6 separate regions of the Mus musculus genome follow, and all the other regions are linked to region 4. The links are chromatin contacts, called in public Hi-C and promoter capture Hi-C maps. All regions are on one chromosome and are shown on one strand. The core of a region is the stretch at or near the end of the contact, and the rest is flanking DNA. Distances in the headings are between cores, read along the strand shown.

The links. Promoter capture Hi-C pulls out the DNA fragments that hold promoters and counts their contacts. Hi-C and Micro-C count contacts between places; a contact is called where the count stands out from the background.
Region 1: a contact with region 4 is called in a promoter capture Hi-C map of embryonic stem cells, with 9 times the contacts expected there. The contact joins the promoter of Ccl24 here to the promoter of Pom121 in region 4. A contact is called at or near these places in 18 of 39 promoter capture datasets (the 3T3-L1 cell line, 3T3-L1-derived adipocytes, the C10 cell line and 11 more), 3 of 15 datasets of contacts at CTCF or cohesin (embryonic stem cells, large pre-B cells and pro-B cells), 2 of 484 Hi-C or Micro-C datasets (nephron progenitors and uterus), 7 of 115 datasets of contacts at active chromatin or transcription factors (the 230-238 cell line, bone marrow-derived macrophages, embryonic basal ganglia and 3 more) and 4 of 9 other capture datasets (adipose tissue, liver, macrophages and 1 more).
Region 2: a promoter capture Hi-C map of embryonic stem cells shows a contact between it and region 4. The contact joins the promoter of Fzd9 here to the promoter of Pom121 in region 4. A contact is called at or near these places in 6 of 39 promoter capture datasets (cranial neural crest, embryonic stem cells, frontonasal cranial neural crest and 2 more), 3 of 484 Hi-C or Micro-C datasets (embryonic stem cells and stem cell-derived epiblast-like cells), 1 of 115 datasets of contacts at active chromatin or transcription factors (memory CD8 T cells) and 3 of 9 other capture datasets (adipose tissue, embryonic stem cells and pancreatic islet).
Region 3: a contact with region 4 is called in a promoter capture Hi-C map of second pharyngeal arch cranial neural crest. The contact joins the promoter of Baz1b here to the promoter of Pom121 in region 4. A contact is called at or near these places in 6 of 39 promoter capture datasets (the C10 cell line, cranial neural crest, frontonasal cranial neural crest and 3 more), 5 of 484 Hi-C or Micro-C datasets (CD8 T cells, embryonic stem cells, muscle stem cells and 1 more), 4 of 115 datasets of contacts at active chromatin or transcription factors (bone marrow-derived macrophages, extraembryonic endoderm stem cells, memory CD8 T cells and 1 more) and 3 of 9 other capture datasets (adipose tissue, liver and pancreatic islet).
Region 5: a contact with region 4 is called in a Hi-C map of embryonic stem cells, with 2.4 times the contacts expected there. The contact joins the enhancer-like site here to the promoter of Pom121 in region 4. A contact is called at or near these places in 7 of 39 promoter capture datasets (the C10 cell line, cranial neural crest, frontonasal cranial neural crest and 4 more), 23 of 484 Hi-C or Micro-C datasets (B cells, the G1E-ER4 cell line, LSK cells and 13 more), 3 of 115 datasets of contacts at active chromatin or transcription factors (embryonic forebrain, extraembryonic endoderm stem cells and large pre-B cells) and 3 of 9 other capture datasets (adipose tissue, embryonic stem cells and pancreatic islet).
Region 6: a contact with region 4 is called in a promoter capture Hi-C map of pre-B cells, with 2.1 times the contacts expected there. The contact joins the promoter of Tbl2 here to the promoter of Pom121 in region 4. A contact is called at or near these places in 1 of 39 promoter capture datasets (pre-B cells), 2 of 484 Hi-C or Micro-C datasets (B cells and CD4 T cells), 2 of 115 datasets of contacts at active chromatin or transcription factors (bone marrow-derived macrophages and memory CD8 T cells) and 2 of 9 other capture datasets (liver and pancreatic islet).

What each region holds. Positions count from the first base shown.
Region 1 is chr5:135,571,307-135,575,355 of GRCm38.p6, reverse strand. It overlaps Ccl24 (chemokine (C-C motif) ligand 24), which reads left to right and starts at 2,307. Exons shown (of 3, transcript NM_019577.5): 1 at 2,307-2,456; 2 at 2,663-2,780. The coding sequence starts at 2,384.
Region 2 is chr5:135,249,137-135,252,815 of GRCm38.p6, reverse strand. It overlaps Fzd9 (frizzled class receptor 9), which reads left to right and starts at 1,769. Exons shown (of 1, transcript NM_010246.1): 1 at 1,769-3,679. The coding sequence starts at 1,787. The coding sequence ends at 3,565.
Region 3 is chr5:135,185,243-135,189,050 of GRCm38.p6, reverse strand. It overlaps Baz1b (bromodomain adjacent to zinc finger domain, 1B), which reads right to left and starts at 1,728. Exons shown (of 19, transcript NM_011714.2): 1 at 1,295-1,728. The coding sequence starts at 1,401.
Region 4 is chr5:135,393,051-135,396,615 of GRCm38.p6, reverse strand. It overlaps Pom121 (nuclear pore membrane protein 121), which reads left to right and starts at 2,070. Exons shown (of 13, transcript NM_148932.2): 1 at 2,070-2,679. The coding sequence starts at 2,111.
Region 5 is chr5:135,221,665-135,225,211 of GRCm38.p6, reverse strand. Baz1b (bromodomain adjacent to zinc finger domain, 1B) reads right to left here. Exons shown (of 19, transcript NM_011714.2): 8 at 3,116-3,254; 9 at 1,994-2,127. Among named protein-coding and RNA genes, the nearest start is that of Fzd9, 28 kb to the left of the region's middle. Within about 2 kb of position 1,266, at least 9 of the 459 cell types and tissues checked have an H3K27ac peak or open chromatin away from gene starts, as enhancers often do. A contact at or near this core is called in embryonic stem cells, where this site is marked.
Region 6 is chr5:135,147,267-135,150,946 of GRCm38.p6, reverse strand. It overlaps Tbl2 (transducin (beta)-like 2), which reads right to left and starts at 1,261. Exons shown (of 7, transcript NM_013763.3): 1 at 1,083-1,261. The coding sequence starts at 1,209.

The DNA of each region.
Region 1 (4,049 bases), core at 1,058-3,557, 180 kb before region 4:
CTCCCCTCCCCACAAAAATGCATAATCTATGTATCTATGTATCTATGTAACTATGTATGTATGTATGTATGTATGTATCTATCTATCTATCTATCTATCTATCTATCTATCTATCTATCTATCTAACTATTAAGCTGGGTTTAGCAATGCAAGTTTATAACCACAGTGCTGGAAAAGACAGAGAATGATCCCTAAGGTTCCTCGGCGAACCAGTCTAGCCAAACCAGTGACCTCCAGGGGCTGTGAGAAACCCCATCTCAAAAACCCAGGTGCCCCGAAGCTGGAGAGATGGTTCAGTTGTGAGGAGTGCCCACTGCTCTTGCAGGGGACTCTAGTTCAGTTCCAAGTCTCCAAGCTGGGCAGTTACACACACACACACACACACACACACACACACACACACACACTCAGCCCTGAGTGCATGATGGGTATCTCTGTGACTTCTCTCATTTGTTGTGTCAGGTTTCTCCCTGCTGGCTGAGGCAGAGACAGGGGCTGAGGCAGGTAAGGACGCACTGACTCTTTCACCCTCTAATGAAAGGCAGTGACAGCATGTGGCATCCCTGGGGCTGTGGCTCAGTTGGGAGAGTACTTGCCTGACGTGCACAAAGCCCCAGGTTTGGTCTCCAGAATGGAATAAAACAAGGCATATTGGTGGACCCCTGTAGTTCAAGTACTGAGGAGGGGAGGTAAGAGAATCAGGAGCTCAAGGCCATCTTGGGTTGCGTGAGATCCTGTCTTAAAACAAACCAAACAGCAACAACAAAGAGGGAGGACCAATGGGAGAGATGGGAGGACGGGCAATGAGTCTGAGTATCTGGATTCCTTTATGTCTGTCTTGCCTTCTGAGCTCAACTTCCTGAGATTCTGGTGCTCCCACCCTAGCTCTGGTCACCCCAGGCACCAATCTCTGAAATCTCTGGCTTAGGGGAAATTGTCTCAGACCTGATCAACTTCTTATTTATTCTAAAAAGGCTGGGCACAGGACTGGGGACTTGATGGGCACAGAAATAAAATGTTTCTCTATATACCTGTCGACTATAACACATGCTTAATAAAAGTTTGATGGATCTATAATGGGTAGATGGATGGATTGATGGACTAGTAGGTGAATGGATGGATGACGCATGGACCAGTCATGAAGGCATTGGTAGTTGTCTAGAGGATTGCTACGTATGGTTCCCTACATGGACAAATTGAACTTATGGGAACGACAGAAAACCAAGTCACAGAGAAAAGAAAGTTACCATTTTATCTTTTCAGGGTGTGAAGGGCCCTAAGTTCAAAGTCCTTAAATGGATGCAATCTTGTGTATTTTATAAGGTCCCAGGGTCCTCCTCTCCCCTCTATTGGTCCTGTTTAGATACCTACCCCTGTGTCTTCTTACCATCTCTCATCCTAATGTCTTCTGGGAACAAGCCATCATCTCAGAGAGCCTGCTTTTGCTCCTTTTAGTCCCCTTTAGATGGATAGATGGATGGGCAGGTAGAGTGAGGGATGGATGGATGGATGGATAGATGGATGGATGTAGAGATCAATGGAAGAATAGGTAGAAAGAAAGATGGACAGGTAGATGTACGTATGTATGAACAGGTAGACCAATGGATGGATAGATAGATCAATGGATGAATGGGTGGAAAGATGGATAGACAGGTAGATGAATGAATGGATAGATAGATGGATAGGTAGATGTATGTGTAAATGTATGTATGTATGTATGTATGTATGTATGTATGTATGGACAGGTTGATCAATGGATGGATGATAGGCAGATCAAAGGATGTATGGATAGATAGATGGATGGATAGGCAGATCAGTAGATGGATGGATGGATGGATGATGGATGGATGGATGGATGGATGGATGGATGGATGGACAGGTAGATGGATGGATAGATGGATGAATGGTTGGATGGATAGACAGACAGGTAAATCAATAGATGAATGAGTGGACAGAAGGCAGGGAGATAAGGAGGACTCTACTCACTATGCAGCTACAAAAACTGAGGCTCAGAGAACCAAGTAACTTACCCAGGATTTCACGCAATAAGCCACAGAGCAAAGTCATCTAAAACATTTTCCCTTGGCTGTGGCCCAGGCAGGATGACAGCCCTCCCCCAGCTTTCTCTTGCCAGAACCCCAAATAATTGCTGACTCCACTGGACAAGAAATGGGCAACAACTTCCCCATTTTTTGGACCACAGAATGCTCAACGATTTTCGAGGAAGTCCGTGGGGGAGAGGGCGGGAGGGACACCAGAGCCTCTATCTCCTGAGCTGTCCATATAAAGACCAGTGGGAGGGAGATCGGGGTGTCCTCATATCTCCAGGATCTCTTTTCTGCACCCCAGCTTTGAACTCTGAGCTGTGCCTGACCTCCAGAACATGGCGGGCTCTGCTACGATCGTTGCCGGCCTCCTTCTCCTGGTAGCCTGCGCGTGTTGCATCTTCCCCATAGGTGAGACTTCTGGGCCAGTGTGGGGCTGCTGGTAGCAAAAGCTTCTAAGGCCATGGCTGGTTTGGCACAGTGAAGGGTGAGGGAACCAAGAAGTCTGGAGCTGGGGCTGAGGGAGGCACTAAGTGGCTGGGGTATGACAGGCTCTGTGTCTGCAGTTGAGCCTACGGCAGGCTGGATACTGACCTGATTCTTCTCTTTCCTTTCAGATTCTGTGACCATCCCCTCATCTTGCTGCACGTCCTTTATTTCCAAGAAAATTCCAGAAAACCGAGTGGTTAGCTACCAGTTGGCCAACGGCAGCATCTGTCCCAAGGCAGGGGTCATGTGAGTATCTAACTCCAGGGTCCCGAACTCCAGGGTTCTCCTCCTCCCGAGGAGGTCCAGCCCTGGGCATCTCTGAAGAAGGCACTAGACTTCATGAACTTCAGCTTCCTCACCCAGGAAACTAGGGGGAGAGCAGGGCAGGGAGGTAGGTCAGTTCGTAGTATGCTTGCTTAGGATACATGAAGCCCTGCGTGGTTCCATCCCTAATATCACATAACAACCAGGACATGGTATAGGCCAGTAATTCCAACACTCAGGAGGCTAAGAACATCCACAAAGTACCAAATGTGGGCAAGGTATTGTGCACGGAGGGAAATACATGATATGCCATCAGTCTAACTAGTCTTCTCAACAATTTCATAAGACAATGCCAGAACCCCTGCCTAGAATCCCCCAGGGAGGGGCTGGGGACGTGGCTCATCAATAGTCTACTTTCCTAACTTGTAGAAAACTCTGGGTTTCATTCCCAGCATGGCAAAACCAAAAACAATCTCACAGAGAACATAGGACTTTTTCCATTTTAATGAAGGTAGTTGAGGCTCAGTAAGACCTCAGGCTCAAGGCTGCATGACCACCCAGGTCTCTAGATTTCACATAGCTTCAGAGCCACCTTTTCACCTGGGGTAACAAGCATGACCTCGTGTCTTAAGCTATGCTGTACAGGGGGAATGACATGTTAATATTCCCCCAGCTGACATCAGAGCGTCCCTGAGAGCTGGCACCAAAGGGGGCATCCAGGGCTCACCTCTCAGCTATAGCAGGCCCAGGAGCCATGTTTCCATGCCTAGTGTGATCTGATGATGTTTACCTTTAAAAAATGGGTATGTGTGTAGATGAGCTGGGCATGAGTGTCCACGTCATGTGTGTGCATGTCTGTGGAGACCAGAGGCTAATTTTGGGTGTCACCAAGTATACTGAGCACCTCCTTCAAAATAGAAGTCTCTCTCTCTTTTTTTAATTAAGTTTTGTGTGTGTGTGTGTGTGTGTGTGTGTGCATGCACACATGCATGCACTCTGCAGAACATGTATAGGGGTTCTCTTATTCTACCCTGTGGGTCCCAGAAATAGAACTCAGGCTTGGCGACAAGCACTTTCCCTGCTGAACCGTCTCTGGCTTCCTCACCGGCCTGGAGCTCACCAAGTAGTTTAGGCTAGCTGGCTGTCAAGCTGTGGGGAATCCCCCTAGCTCTGCCTCCTCAGTGCTGAGATTACAAGCTCATGCCACCATGCTTGGAGTCCTGACAATTGAACGTGTATCCTCACAGTTGT
Region 2 (3,679 bases), core at 520-3,019, 140 kb after region 4:
TGTGTGTGTGTGTGTGTGTGTGTGTGTGTGTGTGTGTGTGTGTGTGTGTGTGTGTGTACGCGTGTGCGCGCATGTAACAGGCAACTTTTAGCAGGGAAACAATGTGCCTGCCAGTCCTGACACCGAGGAGGTGTGTGAGCCTGAGTAGTATAGCTTTCCCTTCAGACTTGTACCAGAGACTCCGGCTTTCCTGTAGGGCCACAGTAGAGGCTGAAATCATCACTGTGAAATACCTGGCTCAGGCACTTGGGAGGTGGAAGTAGGAGGGTGAGAAGTCCTTTGATACATAAGGAATGTGAGGCCAGCTTGGACAACATGAAATAGTCTGGAAAACAAACAAATGGGGAGTTTGAGAAATGGATCAGGAATTGAGATCACTGGTTGCTCCTCCAGAGGACCTAGGTTCGATTCCCAGCACCCACATGGAGGTTCACAACTCCAGTTCCAAAGCCTTCTTAGGGCCTCCAAGGGTACCAGGCACACACGTGGTGCACATACAGATAGACAAGCAAAGCACATTAATAAGAAAATTTAAAAATTTAAAGCAAAGCAAGGCAACAACAAAACAGACAAGTGGAGGAGCCGGAGAGATGGCTCAGTATAAAGGTAGTCACCCCATCCCAGTCATGATGACCCGAGTCAGGGGGCAGGTATCCCGTGATAGAAGAAGAGTACTGACTCCCCAAGTTGTCCTTGCTTGCATGCAGTTTCGTGCGTGTCACACACACACACACACACACACACACACACATGCACACACACGCACACACAGACAGACAAACGGCAGGATGTGTGTGTGTGTGATAAATATAATGAAAACAAAACAAAATCAGCTTGGGCTGGGCACGTGGCTTGTCTAGCCTGGGTTCCATCCCTAGAATGAACAGCAGAAAAAACTCATGTGGGGGGCTGGCAAGATGGCTCAGCGGGTAAGAGCACTGACTGCTCTTCCAAAGGTCCTGAGTTCAAATCCCAGCAACCACATGGTGGCTCACAACCATCCATAATAAGATCTGATGCCTTCTTCAGGAATGTCTGAAGACAGCTACAGTGAGTGTACTTACATATAATAAATTAATAAAAAAAAAACCAAAAAAACAAAAAAACAAAAAACAACCTCATGTGGTGGCAGCCCTTATGAGGCAGGAGGATCAGGAATTCAAGGTGAGCTTGAGGCCAGCCTGGGTTATATGAGACCCTGTCTCAAAAACAACAGGATCAACAAAAACACCCTTAAGGGAAGAAGAGAGGAGAGGGGGAACAAGCAACTCCCTAGCCTGGAGCTTGGAGAGCTTGGGATGGTCCCCTCCCACCTGGGAAGAAAAGGGCGCACTTGATGCGAGGGAGTACATTGGGAGGTGCGTTCCCGCGGACTGTCGAGTCTGCAAAGGAAGGGAAAGAAATGAGCAGAAGAGAAGAAAAGCTGACCCACAACGTTGCCCACACGCCTCCAGCGTGGCAGAGAGGCGCGGCACCTTTAAAGCGCGACGGGGGCGTGCCCTGAGGGACTGCCCCGCCCCTGGGCGTGTCCTCCTACTGACCACGCCCTCGGGGTGCCGAGCCGCGGCGGCTGGCGGCGGAGACCACGCCGGCTCTGGCTGGAGTGGCGGCGGCATCGGCGGCGGCGGCGACGGCGGTGGTAGCGGTTGTTCCTCCGAAGGCGCCACGCGCTCCGGGACACACGTGGGCGGCCGAGAGATGGCGCGGGAGCCGCGACGTGGCGCGCAGATCCCGGGACGCGGGATGGAGCGGTGCGAGTGAGCCCGAGCGGCCGCGCCGCGGGGCGATGGCCGTGCCACCGCTGCTCCGCGGGGCGCTGCTGCTGTGGCAGCTGCTGGCGACGGGCGGCGCGGCGCTGGAGATCGGCCGCTTCGATCCGGAGCGTGGCCGTGGCCCCGCACCGTGCCAAGCGATGGAGATCCCCATGTGCCGGGGCATTGGCTACAACCTGACCCGCATGCCCAACCTACTGGGCCACACGTCGCAGGGCGAGGCGGCGGCGCAGCTGGCCGAGTTCTCGCCCCTCGTGCAGTACGGCTGCCACAGCCACCTGCGCTTCTTCCTCTGCTCGCTCTACGCCCCAATGTGCACCGACCAGGTCTCCACTCCCATCCCAGCCTGCCGGCCCATGTGCGAGCAGGCTCGCCTGCGCTGCGCCCCCATCATGGAGCAATTCAATTTCGGCTGGCCCGACTCACTCGACTGTGCCCGGCTCCCCACGCGCAACGACCCGCACGCACTCTGTATGGAGGCACCCGAGAACGCTACAGCAGGCCCCACAGAACCCCACAAGGGCCTGGGCATGCTCCCTGTGGCACCTCGGCCCGCGAGGCCACCGGGAGATTCAGCCCCAGGTCCCGGCAGCGGTGGCACCTGCGACAACCCCGAGAAGTTCCAGTACGTGGAGAAGAGTCGCTCGTGCGCTCCGCGCTGCGGGCCAGGCGTCGAGGTGTTCTGGTCTCGGCGCGATAAGGACTTCGCGCTGGTTTGGATGGCTGTGTGGTCCGCGTTGTGTTTCTTCTCCACGGCCTTCACCGTGTTCACCTTCCTGCTGGAGCCTCACCGGTTCCAGTACCCAGAGCGCCCGATTATCTTCCTTTCTATGTGCTACAATGTCTACTCCTTGGCCTTCCTGATCAGAGCGGTGGCAGGTGCACAGAGTGTGGCATGCGACCAGGAGGCAGGGGCTCTGTATGTGATCCAGGAGGGTCTGGAAAACACAGGCTGCACCCTGGTCTTCCTGTTGCTCTATTATTTCGGGATGGCCAGCTCACTTTGGTGGGTGGTTTTGACTCTAACCTGGTTCCTGGCTGCAGGCAAAAAATGGGGCCACGAGGCCATCGAGGCTCACGGCAGCTACTTCCACATGGCAGCGTGGGGCCTGCCAGCACTCAAAACTATCGTGGTCCTGACTCTGCGCAAGGTGGCTGGCGATGAACTGACTGGGCTCTGCTATGTAGCCAGCATGGACCCGGCAGCCCTCACTGGCTTTGTGTTGGTACCCCTATCTTGCTACCTGGTACTGGGTACCAGTTTCCTCCTGACCGGTTTTGTGGCTCTCTTCCATATCCGCAAAATCATGAAGACGGGAGGCACCAATACGGAGAAGCTGGAGAAGCTGATGGTCAAAATCGGAGTCTTTTCCATCCTTTACACAGTGCCGGCCACCTGCGTCATTGTCTGCTACGTTTATGAACGCCTCAACATGGACTTCTGGCGGCTTCGGGCCACAGAGCAACCATGTACTGCTGCCACCGTGCCTGGAGGCCGGAGAGACTGCTCGCTGCCAGGGGGCTCGGTGCCCACTGTGGCTGTCTTCATGCTCAAAATCTTCATGTCCTTGGTGGTGGGCATCACCAGTGGAGTCTGGGTATGGAGTTCCAAGACTTTTCAGACTTGGCAGAGCCTGTGCTACCGAAAAATGGCAGCTGGCCGAGCCCGGGCCAAGGCCTGCCGAACCCCAGGGGGCTATGGCCGGGGTACCCACTGCCACTACAAAGCCCCCACGGTGGTCTTGCACATGACTAAGACAGACCCCTCTCTGGAGAACCCCACACACCTCTAGAACATAGGCTAGGCTGTGAGTTATGGTTGCTCCCTCCTTGCCCTCCCCTCCCCCCTTCAGAGACAGCTGACTAACAGCTGCCCAGCTGTCAAGGTCAGACAAGTGAGACACAGG
Region 3 (3,808 bases), core at 479-2,978, 210 kb after region 4:
AATCTACACAGGTGATCGGCAATTCCATCACTTGGGAAGTTAGGAAGGAAAACGTCACACTTAGCTTCCAACACCTACCTTAGACATCAACCTAGGTTACAAGACAATTAAAAATGAAACAACAAAAAACAAAGCAGGAAAGAGGCAAAGGCCAAGAGCAAACTGAAATACTTCACTTGAATCCTTCCTGCTCTTACCTAATCTTTCCAAAGGAAAAGGGGTGGTAAAGATAGCAGGACAGGCAAGTTTGGTAAGGAAACTTAGCTTTTTAAAAAACAAATAAGCCTTAAAAGATTCAACATTCCCCCTACCGGGGGCGGGGGGGGGGGGGGGGGAAGTACTACAACTTTTAACTAAGAGGCTATGCTTGGTCAAGAAATCTTAAAGTAATGATTGGAAATGCTGACTTTGTATTCTAAAACACCAGTTTCACGTACCAGAGAGAGAGAGAGAGAGAGAGAGAGAGAGAGAGAGAGAGAGAGATTGAGAGACAGAGAGACAGGCAGACAGACAGACAGGATCGGGAATGCAGTGTCCAGCCTCTCTGAGTTCGAGGCCAGCCGGTGCTACATGAAGCGCTCCCTCAAAAAAAAAAAAAAAAAAAAAAAGACGGAAAAATGAAACTTCTAAGTGTCAAACTTCTGTGTTCTCTAGGAAATAAATGGCCACCAGAACCATCAATGTACCTTTCTGCTCCTTCCCATCTTCAGTGGGTAAAAAGTTAATGCCAGGTTTTGTGATTTACGGTTCTGTCAGTTCATCCCTGGCCTAAAGTCCACTCCGGAGGAGAAAAACAAAACCCACAAGCCACATCAGTGTCCCCGCACAGCCCACTCAAGACGCAGTAGAGGCTTGCACAAGCCGGATCACGCGGCTGCGCCGGTACAATTTCAAAAACTTAAACTTGACGGTTTCATTTCTATGAAAGGAGAGAGAAATAAAATGCGCAAAGGGAACCCGGCTACCCTCCCTAGTCATTTAGGGCCCGAAGCCAAGTTGGGGAGGAGGGGATTGGTGTTGCGATCACCACCGAGGCCCCGGGGACAAAGTAAGGGGAAAAGGGATGGAGGCGCGCGGTTCCGGGAAGGACGGCTGGAGACGGCCCGGAGGGATCTCGCCGCGGAGCTCCCAAGCCCGGGTAAAGCAGGGCCCCGGGCATCACGGCCCGCGGACGGCCCCGTGCGGTGACAGCTGCCCCGCGAGCCGCGCGCGGCCCATTCGCATCTCGCCATCTCCATCCCTCGCCCTGCGCAGCCGCGGCCGAGCGTCCACACCGCGCGCGGAGAAAGGATACTCCCGGGTGCGGAAGGCCTCCTGAGTGTGCGGGATGGTGAAGAGCGGCTCCTCTCCGGGCAGCGGTTTCACCAGCGGGAAGGGCTTGCGGCCCAGCAGCGGCGCCATCGCGGCGGCGCCGGCAGGGGACGGAGCGCCGAAGGCTCGGCCGCTCTGCTGCGCAGCGCTAGGCCCCGGCAGCCCCGGGGCGAGCGAGCGAGCGAGGCGCCTGGCTCCCGGGGCGATGGGGGAGGGGAGGGGTGAGAGGGCGGCGCGAACTCCGGCTTCCCTCAGAGCTGGCGGGACCGCGCCACGGCCATGGAAGCCAGGGGGACGCCTCGAGGGGAGAAAACGGAGAGATTCTCCTCGCCCCTTCCGGCGCCTTTCACCTCACGCCGATCTCCGCCGCGGCGGCCGCCAGTCACGACTCCTCTCCAGCGGGCACGGGAGGAAATTATTGAAAAATGGCGGGAGATTCCCTTCCTCCCCCCCGCTGCCGGGCCAGCGCACAGACTAACTTGCTTCTCCGTGGCGCCCTGGGGCGGAGGCTCCGATAGGCGGAGGGCTCGTCGGCCTTCGCAGCCTATTGGCTCAGAGAGGCTGCCGCTCCGAGGTCGAGTCCCGCCCCCTGGGCTCCAGCCGCGAAGTTGAGTTGCAGCGCAGCAGAGGGCAGTCTGAAAAGGTGAAAGGTCACGTTATGTAAGAGCCGGGGACGGGCGTGCGGGCCTCCAGTGGCGGACTTCAAAAGTAATGGGACAGCAGTAGGAGGGGGAGGACGAAAAGCGGAAGACTCAAAGAGGTCAGAGCAAAAAGCCCTGTCACTGATACAGACATTGCGCCATCTGTCACCGACGGCGACACCGACATCCGGGCACTCACTGTCCGTGTGCTGCGCCGGAGGGGGGAGGGGGAGCGCGCGGCCAGGGGCTTTGTCTTTCCACTCGCGCTCCGCCCCCCTTCTTAAAGGGGCCGCGCTCGGCCACGCCCGGGGATGCGCGGGTGGAGCTGTACTGGGCGGGAAGTAACTCAGGCCCTCTCCAAACTGAAGTTCCGCATTGGGGCGACTAGGACCCCAACCTTCCCCGACGCGGCATCACTGTAATTGAGAAATGGAGATTAACAGCCTGTTTTTTAAGGACTACAGGGAAGGATAATGAAGAACTTTCTTTAAAAATATGTGGAGGAAGAGCCGCAGAGCAGACTCAGGGGCTAAGATCTTGTACTCGTTCAGAGGACCCAAGTTCAATTCTTAGCTCCCACATCGGGTAGCTGGAACCTGCCTCCGGCTGCAGCTCCAGGAGTTCCCATTCCTCTTGCCTCCTCAGGTGCACGTACTCACGTGCACGTAACATCCCCCACCACGTGTGCACACATACACAATTTAAAAATAAATCTTGAAAGTAAAATAAACGGAAGAATAATAAAGAAGGTTTTCTGTATGTACATATGTAAAAGACTATATTCATTCATATATATGTGTGTGTATATATATATATGTGTGTGTGTATATAGTGCAACTAAGTGATGCAGGTTTTTGAAGCTGGACGGTCCTAAGTGAGTTTGTGACTAACCTGGGCTACAGTCTTACAGGCTGAATAGCAAATCCCTATAACAATAAATAAATAAAGCTATGTTAGAAAACATATGTATTAAGCTCATGGGGCTGGAGAAGTGACTCCGCATGCAATTAAGAGTTCTTCCAGAGATTCTGGGTCTGATTCACAGTTTTTGTGTTGGAGGATCACAATCGCCTGTGACTCCAGAGCAGTAGATTCTTGCAACCCTGTATACATACCCCCCCCATACACATAATTTAAAATAAAAATAAATGTACTATTAAAAAAGATGGGCCTAAAGGGATGGCTTAAGGTTAACACATACTGCTCTTGCAGAAGACCTGAGTTGGATTCCAGCATCCACATGCAATGGCTCTCAACCATTACTAACTCCAGTTCAAAAGGTCAAAGACGCTCTAGCGCCCTCTTTTGGTCTCTGAAGGCATGTGGGCATGCCTTCACACCCCCACTCCACCCCCACCTCTTCACATAAATAAGTACATAGTGAGACTCTGAAACCAACAATAACAATAATAAATTTAAATGTATAGTTCATTAATTAAAATCCTATTAAAGGATATGTATGTATAAATAAATAAACGTTGGGGCCAGAGATATGACTCAAAATTAAGAGTACTGGCTACTCTTGCTGGGAACTAGAGTTTGAGTCCCAGCACCCACATGGTGGCTCACAACAATCTGTAAGTTCAGTCCCAGAGGATCTGACACTCTCTTCTGGTCTCCTTGGGCACTGTACACATGTAGGGCACAGACACACAGGCAAAACATACATTCACACACAGACACACACACAAGAAAATAATAGTAAAAGCTGGAGAGTTGAGGATCTGATACTAGGTGGTCGTGAAGATCAGAATGCCAGCACTGGGAAGGAGAGGCAACTTGTCAGGCAGGACTATGGCCTATCATAAAGGGGGTGGAGTAGGGACAGGAAGCAAAAGAAGGAAAGGAGAAATGAA
Region 4 (3,565 bases), core at 821-3,320:
AATGGGGGGGGGGGGAGACTGAAGGAGTAGGCTGGGATTCCCAGCAGACTTGACTCACTTTGCCGTTTTGTTAACAATTTTCTTAAAAAAAAAAAAAAAAAGATTTATTTACTTATGTGAGCACATTGTTGCTGTCTCCAGACACACCAGAAGAGGTCATCAGATCCCATTGCATATGGTTGTGAGCTACTACCATGTGGATGCTGGGAACTGAACTCAGGACCTCTAGAAAAGCAGTCAGTGCTCTTAACCTCTGAGCCATCTCTCTAGCCCTAACTACGATTTTCAAAGGACAAGTACAAGCGTCGGGTAGCCTGGTCGTGTGTCCTTTAGGCAGTGCTTCAGTGAGACCATAAGGCCAGTGGTTCTCAACTTGTGGGTACTGACCCCTCCACCCCAAGACCATCGAGAAAACATCATCTACACTACAAATCATAACGGTAGCAAAATTACACTTAGGAGGTAGCTTTATAGTTTGGGGGTTGGGGGATGTCACCACAACATAAAGAACTGAATAAAACGGTTAAAGCATTAGGAAGGTTGAGAACCACTGCATAAAACCAAGGTGGACAGATAAGGCTGTGTGTGTTTGTGCTTTAATGGATAAGCCTGGGACTGCCCTCTAGTGGCCGATACACAACAAACCCCTACTGGATTACACCTCAGAAACTAAGAATGGCACTGAGCAGGACCACCCTGTTTCTTAACTATCACCAGTGCCCACTGTACTCACTGTCATTTACCAGTTCAGCTAGTTTTATTAACAATATGCATCGTCTCTAAACTCTAATCCCTGCCTCTCCCCGCTTCTCCCTCATCCATCTAGCCTTCCCTCCCCAAGTCTAGTCTTATCTTACTCTTGATTGTGGAGGAATAGCTCTCAGTCTATCATCCTCAAAAAAAGAAGAAACAAACAAAAGGAGGAACGGAGGGAAGGATGGAAAGGGGGGAAATATGGACTGGGAAGATGGTTCCATTGGTACAGGGCTTGCTGAGCAAGCTTGCTTGAGCACAGTAGGAGCCCCTGTAATCCCAAGCACTGAGGTAGGCACAAAAAGATTTTGGGTCTTTTTGGCCAGCCAGCCTAGCCAGGTTGGTGAGCTCTGGGTTTAGTGAGAGACCCTGTGTCAAAGAATAATGTGCAGTGTAATTGAGAAAGACTTGCTGGGCGGTGGTGGTGCACGCCTTTAATCCCAGCACTTGGGAGGCAGAGGCAGGTGGATTTCTGAGTTCCAGGCCAGCCTGGTCTACAGAGTGAGTTCCAGGACAGCCAGGTCTATACAGAGAAACCCTGTCTCGAGAAACAACAACAAAGAAAAGAAAAAAAGGAGATTGAAAGACACTTGCCGTTGACCCTCAACCTCCACGCAAGTGTAAGATGTGATGGTGTGAATGTAATCCCAGCATACATTCAAGCAAAACACACATTTTAAAAAATTATTTTGAGACAGGGTCTCACTGTGTTGCTCCAGCAGGCCTGGAACTGACCTCGCTGCGATAAACAGTGAGCCTCCACACAGGGCCTGATTGGCCTTTTCCAATACAGGGTCTGACTGATCGGGTTTTATTTTGTTTTAGACGGGGAGGGTCTCACTAAGTAGCCCAGGTTGACTTAGAACTCGGGATCCTCCTGCCTTCACCTCCCAAATGCCGGGATTACAGGCGCGTGCCACCCATCTCCGTTCTGTGCCTTGATTTCTAACATCACTCCTCTGCAGTCCAGGAGCGTCAGGGAAACCTCCAGCGTCAAAAACCGGGCTGTACTTTTCTTCTTTTCTTTCTTTCTTTTTTTTTTTTTTTAAGTTTTGCTGTTTTGAGACAGGCTTTATGTCTCCATGTCGCGCTGGAACTGTCTTTGTGAACCAGGCTGGACTCAAACTCACGGAACTCCTCTTGCCTCCGCCTCCCGCGTTCTGAGAGGCAAGGCGTGCACCGATCCGCCTACCTAAGCTGTAATTTTTCAAACTAGGGCTCTCGCGCCGTGCTCCGCACGCGGCGGCGGTTTCCCCTTTCCACCCGGCGCGCCGCGTCGACGACAGTGACGTCGGCGGCGGCGCGCGGCGCGGTGTACCCTGGGATATTTAAGTCCGCTCCGCGGCGCGGAGCCGCGATGTCTCCGGCGGCTGCGGCGGCTGACGGAGGCGAGCGGCGGCGGCCCCCGTTGGGCGGACGGGAAGGCCGGAGCCGGGCCCGCGGCTACGGAGGACCGGCGGGTGCTGCGGCCCTCGGCCTAGCGCTGCTCGGCCTCGCGCTCTACCTGGTGCCCGCGGCGGCCGCGCTGGCCTGGCTGGCCGTGGGGGCGAGCGCGGCCTGGTGGGGCCTGAGCCGAGAACCCCGCGGCCCGAGGGCCCTGTCGTCCTTCGTGCGCGACGCGCGCCGTCACCCGCGGCCAGCTCTCACCGCTTCACCGCCTCCGGCCAAGTCACCAGTCAACGGTAGCCTCTGCGAACCCCGCAGCCCGCTGGGAGGCCCCGACCCGGCTGAGCTCTTACTCATGGGCAGCTACCTGGGCAAGCCCGGCCCGCCCGAGCCTGCCCTCCGGCAGGACCCAAGGGAGAGGCCGGGGCGCCGCCCACCCGCACGCTCCCCGCCTCCGGCCTCGGCGGTCCAGCGAGTCCACCACGTCTACCCCGCGCTCCCCACCCCGCTTTTGCGACCCTCCCGGAGGCCGCCCCACCGGTAAGCCCCGGCGATCTTCCCAGGGTGGGGTCTCTGCGGCCGCGGATTTGACGTAGGGCTCAACCTGTAAATCGGATTTAACTCACCTCCCCTTTTTCTTTTCTTTGCCTTTTCCCTTTCTTTTTATCTCTACGCCCTTCCCTCCCTTTTCCCATTACTCTCTTTTCTCTTTATTTTTTTTCTTTTTCTTTTTTTTTTTTTTTAAGAGAGGGTATTTGATGGCATAGGCTGTCTAATCTCAACCCCGTTCTTTGGCTGAGCCTGTCCTTGAACTCATCCTCCTGCCTCGTCTTCTGAGCGAGTTCACTGATAGGATTACAGGTTTGCACCAGGTTGTATGCTGTGCTGGGATAGAACCCACAGCTTCAGTCATAGCAGGCAAGCTTGCCCTCTACCTATTCCCCAGCCTTTGGGTTTTTGTTCCCCCCCCCCCCCCCCCCGGAGACAGGATCTCATGTATCTGAGCTGTCCCTTGAACTCATGAGGGTGACTTTGGATTGCTGACCCTCCTGCCTTCACCTACTAAATGCTGGGATTACCGGTGTGCTCCACTACACTCAACCCGGATTCTGGATAAAAGCATTTTTTTCTTTTTAAATTGCATATTCACAGGGAGATGAGAGGATAGCTTGCTGGAGTCCTTTTTCTCTTTCCACGTGAATTTGAGGTTGATCTTGGGTCTCCAGCTTGGCAGCAAGCTCCTTCACAAGACGTTTCACTGGCCTTGATAAGTCTGCTTAGTTGAGGTGGTGAATACCTGTTAATGTTTGGTTTTTGCTGTGTATTGGTGGTTAGTTGGGGGAAAGGAAAAAAAAAAAAACTATTCCTACACATCCCAACTGCATGTGCTTTTCTTCTGAAGTACCCATGTGGGCAAGGTTTCCAG
Region 5 (3,547 bases), core at 17-2,516, 170 kb after region 4:
ATATATATATACCTTTAATCCCTGAACTCAGGAAACAGAGAAAGGCAGATTTCTGAGTTTGAGGCCAACCTGGTCTACATAGTGAGTTCCAGGACAACCAGGGCTACACGGAGAAACTGTTTCAAAACACCCAAAAGAAAAAAAGGGGGTGGGGCAACAAAACAAAACAAATCTCCACTAGGATGCTCTAGATAAGCTTTTGAGAAGTCCTACATTCTATTGGAATCACTTCTAAATCTGAAGAGCCTGACTCTACAGTCAACTCTTCTCTAGTTCAACTGCATCAGATAGCACTAATATTATCTGTAAAGTATACCAAATCCAGAATGTGCTGCAAGGTAATATAATCTACACTTAAAATAACTTACCATAAAGAAGCCTTAAAGTTTTCAGATGTATAAAAGAAATGAGTGGTTTTATTATTAATAATGCTACATTAAGTTTGTTATTAGGAGTATCTTCAAAATCAAGCACTACTTTAAAACAAAAATAAAAAATACATTCCTAGAGAAATACAATTCTTGAGAAGCAGTCTTCATCAGGTTATTATAACCCAATGGTTCCAGAGGACCAGGGTTTAAATCCCAGAACCTATATGGCAGTTAAATCTGTAACTCTAGTTCCATAGAATCTGATGCCTCTACTGACTTTCGTTGGCACCAAATGCACACAGTGCAGACACACACACACACACACACACACACAAAATACCACATACTTTAAAAAAGACTTCAAAACCAGCCTAGGTTATATGAGATCCCAAGCAGGTGGTAGGCGGTCTCCCTGTTTTGTCCTTTTCAACAACTGGGCTCAAATATCACTCTGCTCCAGCCTTCCAAGGAACTATAACTATAGACGCATGCCACTGTGCCTCAGGCTCAGTCAATCCTTGCACCCACCCTACAGGTCTCACTACAGAGCCCAGGGTGGTCTCAAATTCACCACCTCCTGCCCACCCCAGGCTCCTAGTGCTGAGATTACTTGAGCAGTCCCTGACTTAAGATGAGATATGTCTATTTTTCTCCTTATTAGATTTGCAGTGAAATGACATTCAGGACCTTATCTGTCCTTTTTGCAGTCAAATCTCCAGCACATCTAAATTTTCTTTGCACAATACAAGGTATTTCAGAATTAATTTAAAAAGCAGAGAAAGAGGACAAATAACAGTTTCCTTGGTCTCCTACCTCAGTTTTAGGCTTGATGCCTCTACAGACATTAACAAGGTACAAAATCTGAAAGCTATTTCTGTAAAATCTACTACCCACAAGTATTCACTCCTCCTCTTCCCTCATTAAGCTAGGATCAGGGCTACCATGCTCTCTTCTCTCTGCATGCTCCTCTTCTCTCAGAAGCTGGGTGGTAATAAAGAAACCACAGCCGGGAAAGGGGACACAGGAAAGTCAGTCCTCCATGTGAATCCTAAACCACAGACAGTCCCTACTTAAACTATCTCAAAGCAAGGGTGGAAGTGCACACCTACAATCCTGGTACTCAAGAGACTGAGGCTGGAGGATTGACAGTTCTAGGCCAGCCTGAACTATAGCACAGCACTGCTTCAAACACATAAAAATATTTCATCTTTACAAAGAGGAAGGTCAAAACACACTCAAAAGAAACAGTCCTTAAATCTTTTTCCTAATAGCACCCTGCAGTTCTGTTTCCTGAGCTAGGGTGTGGCCACAGCTCGTAGGCAGCCACACACTCACTAAGGAAAACAGTACTCCAGTGTTTTGTGCTGGGCTGCTACACAGCTCAGACTTGTTCAATGCATTCTGGACATGACCACTTCCCGCCTGGAGCAGACACCATACTCAAAGCAGTGGTTCTCAACCTGCCTAATGCTGCAACTTTAATATAGGTCCTCATGTTGTTGTGACCTCAACCTAGCCTGATTATCAACTCCTAAGAAAAGGTCTCCCCCACCCCCCACTCCTCCACCCATGGTTAGGGATCACTGCTTTATGTCAACAACCTCTGCAGCAGATATACTTACTTCGAGGACAGTAGTCATCATCAGGTAAATTGCTGTGGTCTTTGCGGTGATGCTTAAACCGGTAGTCAATGCTATTATGGACCCAGCCCTTTTCAATGAATAATCCTGGGACTTCGTTTGAGAAGAGCCAGTATCTACAAAGCACAACAAGGATTAATTAGTAACACCCATGATAAGTGCAACAGTGGACAGAGAGACGGCTGGATCACTTTACTGCTAACAAGCAGGAGTAGCACTGGTCACAGCTGACAGTGCCTTCCTCACAATTTGACATAGAAGAGTTGTAAGGAAAGACAGGGTAACAAAGATGCCTTGACATCTGGAATTCATCTAATGTCTGTGTCACTTCTGTAATGTCTATTCTGTCTCATTAGGTTCCACACAAGGAATGAATTTAAAATACCTTACCTAAAAAACAAAAAAATTATTTTAAGTCTGTCATGTTTTGCCTTCATGTATACATGCATGACTGAGTTCAGAGAGGTTTTCAGAATCCTGGAACTAGAGTTACAAATGGTTTTAGTCCCCATGTGGGTGCTTAGACCCAATTCCAAGAACAGTAAATGCAAGAACAGTAAGTGGTCTTAAATCACTGAACCATCTCTTCTAAAATACTGAACCATTAAAAAAAAAAAAAAATTTTGGATTATAGTTCATCTGTCTGTATTATTTAAATTTTCTATCAATGATACCCTTGGGGACAAGAGGAGACTTTTGTTTTTTTTTTTTATTTGAGACAGGGTTTCTCTGTGTAGCCCTGGCTGTCCTGGAACTCACTTTGTAGACCAGGCTGGCCTCAAACTCAGAAATCCACCTGCCTCTGCCTCCCAAGTACTGGGATCAAAGGCATGCGCCACCACCGCCTGGCTGAGACTTTTTCTTAATCATAGGAATAGAACCCATGGTTTATGCAAGAGCTCCGATATAAGCTACCAACAAGCCTGGGAGACTGTCTTATCTAACGTCATAACCCTGACATCTGACACCAGTAGTAGTCAATAGTTGCACAATGAGAAATCATCGCTACAAACAGAACTGAAGAACTGAACAGAAGCAGTTTGTCTCTAGCACCTTAGCTAGCTTCCCTCTCAGAAGACACGGAAATTAAGTTGAGTAACTTACCTGTTATGGTTGCGGTCTGTACCAATAGGTGTCCTGCGCAGTACAAGTTTTGCCTTGGCAATCCCTTCCTGGAAAGCCTTCTCGGCAGCAGCCTTGTGTTTCCGCATTCGTTCCTCTTCAGCTTCCCGTTCCAATCTCACTGGTGAAGATTAAAAAAAAAAAAAAAAAAACAAGAGTTGTATGGAGCACAAGTTTCCCGGGCCTTCCTTTCTTCCTATGCCATGTAATATAGAACATGATAATCTATGATCCTCCCACATCCCTTACAACGTCTCACCCCTCACTGCCACAGGATCCCTAAACAGACCAGGATGAATTAAAAAGAAAATAATTCAAAGATAAGAGTGCACATGGAAGGAGGGGTGGTGCATGCCTTTGATCCTAGCACTAGGGAGGTAGAGCCAGGCGGATCTCTGTTAATTCAAAGCCAGC
Region 6 (3,680 bases), core at 12-2,511, 240 kb after region 4:
AGGTGGATTTCTGAGTTCGAGGCCAGCCTGGTCTACAAAGTGAGTTTCAGGACAGCCAGGGCTACACAGAGAAACCCTGTCTCGAAAAACCAAAAAACCAAAACCAAAACAAAAACAAACAAACAAAAAAACCCAACAACAACAACAACAACAAAAAAAAAAAACCCTGTCCCGAAAAAACAAAACAAACAAAAGAACCTTCTTTCTTCCTTGGCCTCCCAGGCAAAATCCTACACTGGCATCCCTGAACAACTCACATCACAGATTTGGGGGTGTAGATCCGTGGAACAGCACTTGCTTGAGCCTCTGGGTTTCACCTACCCAGCACCTCACAAGGCTAGGTATGGGGAGCACACACACACTTGTATACTCCAATGCTCCCGAGACTGAGGCAGTAATAACCAGAGCTCAAGGCCAGTTTGGACAACATTGTGAAACCATGTCTCAGAAACTCACAATGGGTTCCCTACCCTCTCTGAAGAGTTCCCGGAATCCCCAACTTTTATTCCCTAAAAAATAAATAAATAAAAGCAGCAAGACCATTCATACTCTCGATCCTTTTATAGTATTAACTCCTTTGTGAAATTTAATACAATGTCTATTTCGCTTGCCTTTTCAGATGCTTACAATTTAGATCTACAGTGTAGACCACACTTTTACAAGCTTCTCGGTTACTGAACGTATTAAAAAGACCTCGAAGCTAGGTATAGGTAACAGGAGTTCAGAAAACGTTCCTGCCGGTCAGAGTTGGCTGAAGAGTATTTTCAAATGACCCCCATTTTCTAAGAACACGAACACATAGCAAACCTGGGGTCTGACTGAGCTTTCGTAGCAGCTCCGGGGACATAGGTGGTGGTGGTGGTGGGAGGTGTCCCAGGAAAAGTCACCGACCACGTAGCAGCGCAGCTCCCAGGTTCCAAAGAATCTTGTCCCTGGGGTGCACCTGCAACCCGAAACCTACACGGGAAAGTTCATCTCACAACCAGGGAAACTGAGGTCCGTGACTCTCCACGCTCCTCGTACCACGCGGCGGCCGGGAGCAAAGTCCCCAGAGTCACCGCCACCCGACCCGGTATACTTACAGACGGGCTGGCTGGGCTTCTCCTCGGCCCGCAGCCAGCCCCGCGCCACAGCCGCCGTGGCCACCAAGGCCAGCAGACCCACCAGGAGGGACAACCCCATCAGCTCCGGCATCTGCGGCAGCTCCATGACTGCGGGACAGCTGCCACCTCAGCCTACGACGCCGGCGTCCTCACGTCTCGGCGCACGAGGGGGCGGGGGAGGACAGTTGGCGCGCCTCGAGGGGCGGGGCTGGCCAGCGTTGGCCTCTTTGGGGCGTGGCTTGGTCCCAAGCGCACCTCGGAAGGCGGGACCTAGTCGTTACGATGCCCTATGGGAAGCGACCTGGCCGTTGGAGCGCTCTGCAGGGCGGAGGTTGGCCTCTTGAGCGCCTTGAGGGCGGGGCCTGGCCGTTAGCGGGCGCTGTGAGGCGGGGCCTGGCAGTTGGAACTCTATAAGGGCGGAGCCTGGGACGTGCGCGCCTCGAGGGGCGGGCCAGAAGGTTCCGTTCCCTGTGGGGCAGGGCCTGTCCGTTGGCGCGCTTGGAGGGACTGGGGACAGTTGCAAGTACTGTGGAGCGGCGATTGGCCTTTGGGGCGTCGTGAGGAGCCAATCTTGACGGTTTTCGTCTTTTGGGGTGGAAGAACTGGTAGTCTGAGTGTTAGGAGGAGCAAGACCTGGCCGTTGACACGACCTGAGGGGCGGGACTTAGCTGCTCGTGCTGGAGGCGGAACCTCGCGCGTTTGAGTGCTCACGTGCTCTGAGAGGTGGGGCCTGGATTTTTGAATCCCCCTTGGGGCCGGGTCTTCCGTCTGAGTTTATGAGGGGCGGGGCTTAGCTTTTGACCTGAAGAGGCAAGGCCTGGCTATTGGACTGGTTTTTGAGGGGCGGGGCCCAACGGTGAACAGCTTTGATTGAAGCTGTCTGCAAGAAGTTTTTCGGTAGCGGACTCAGACGGTCCAGCTCTCACCTCATCTTGATCGTTTATTAGAAGTTTTATTGCAGCATCGCCAAACTGGATCCTTCCAAGGGGCAGGGCAGAGGTTCTTATTCCCATTTGACCCGTGCTTTCGCTGCTGGGGAAGAGAGATGCCCTGTCCGTTGGTATGGGACAGCCTCGCAAAGCCCAAAGCGAGGGTGTCGTGGAGAGGTTGTGAATATTAGAAAAAGAAACGGCTAGAAAGGTCGGAAAGAACTGGAGATCCTAGAACACTGGTTTCATCAGACCACGCTAGTTATCATAGGAAGGCCCGGAGCAAAATCCATGGAGTATTTTGAACAAAGACTGAAGGTAGAAAGCAAACCAGGGAGATCACTTATTAATTCTGTACAAGAACGTGGGTTCGATTCCCCAGCGATGCGGAGAGAAACAACAAAACCAAAACTTACAATCATGTTGTGGCTAGGGATGTAACTCCATTGGAAGAGTATTTGACTAGCTTGCAGAAAGCTGAGTTCCTTCAGCAACCCATAAACCCGGTGTAGTAGTAATAGCCTATAATTCCACACTTGGGAGTAGGAGGCAGGAAGATCAGAAATTCAAGGTTTTCTTAGAATACATTTCGAGTTCCAGGGCAAGCTGAGCTATGTGAGACGCACAACAACAACTACAAAATAAACTGGAAGTTGCTGCAAAAATCCTCCAGGGAGGTGATAAGTACCTAGATTTGGGGGTGGCCTGAAGAGAGAAAGGGATGTCGAAAAAGATATAATTACGTTTTGGCCATGCTAGAGATTGAATCTTGGACAATCATTATGCTAAGCAGCTGCTCTACAATGGAGGCTATTATCTAGTCCCTGAAAAGGTTGTGAGTATGTATGTGTTTTACACCAATTGTGGGGGCATATTCCTTTAATCCCGGCACTTGGGAAGCAGAGACAGGTGGATTGCTTTTGAATCTGTGGCCAGTCTGGTGTACTCAAGCATACTCCAGGCCAGAGAAAGCTACACAGTGAGACTTCCAAAAGAAAATGTGTTTTCATATGTACATATATATGTGTGTATGTCATACATGAGTGTGAGTTTACATGTGTTCAGATGTGTGTGCGTGTGCACACGCACTCGAGAGCACATGTATGGAGGCCAGATATTGATGTCTGTTGGTTTTCCAGATGGCTCTCCACCTTATATGGTGAGTATTGGGGCAGGGTATCTTGCTAAATCAGTATTGTACAATTTCAGCTATTCTGATTAACCAATTTCTCCTACTCTCCCTCATGCAGGCTGACATGACATACCCACCCAGTGTTTAGGATGGTTTCTGATACCCAAACTCCAATCTACATACAAAGTAAATGCTTTACCCACTAAGACATCTCAGCTCAAAGAGAAAATTTTTGTTTTGTCCTAAAACAGGGTCTCAGTATTGTAGCCCAGACTGGCCATAAATTTGTGACAACCCTCCTTCCTCACTCTTCTGAAAACTAGGATTATAGGAACTTTTTGGTTTGATTTGATTTTTTTTTTTTTTTTTCGAGACAGGGTTTCTCTGTATAGCCCTGACTGTCCTGGAACTCACTCTGTAGACCAGGCTGGCCTCGAACTCAGAAATCTGCCTGCCTCTGCCTCCCGAGTGCTGGGATTAAAGGCATGCGCCACCACGCCCAGCTTGTTTTTTTTT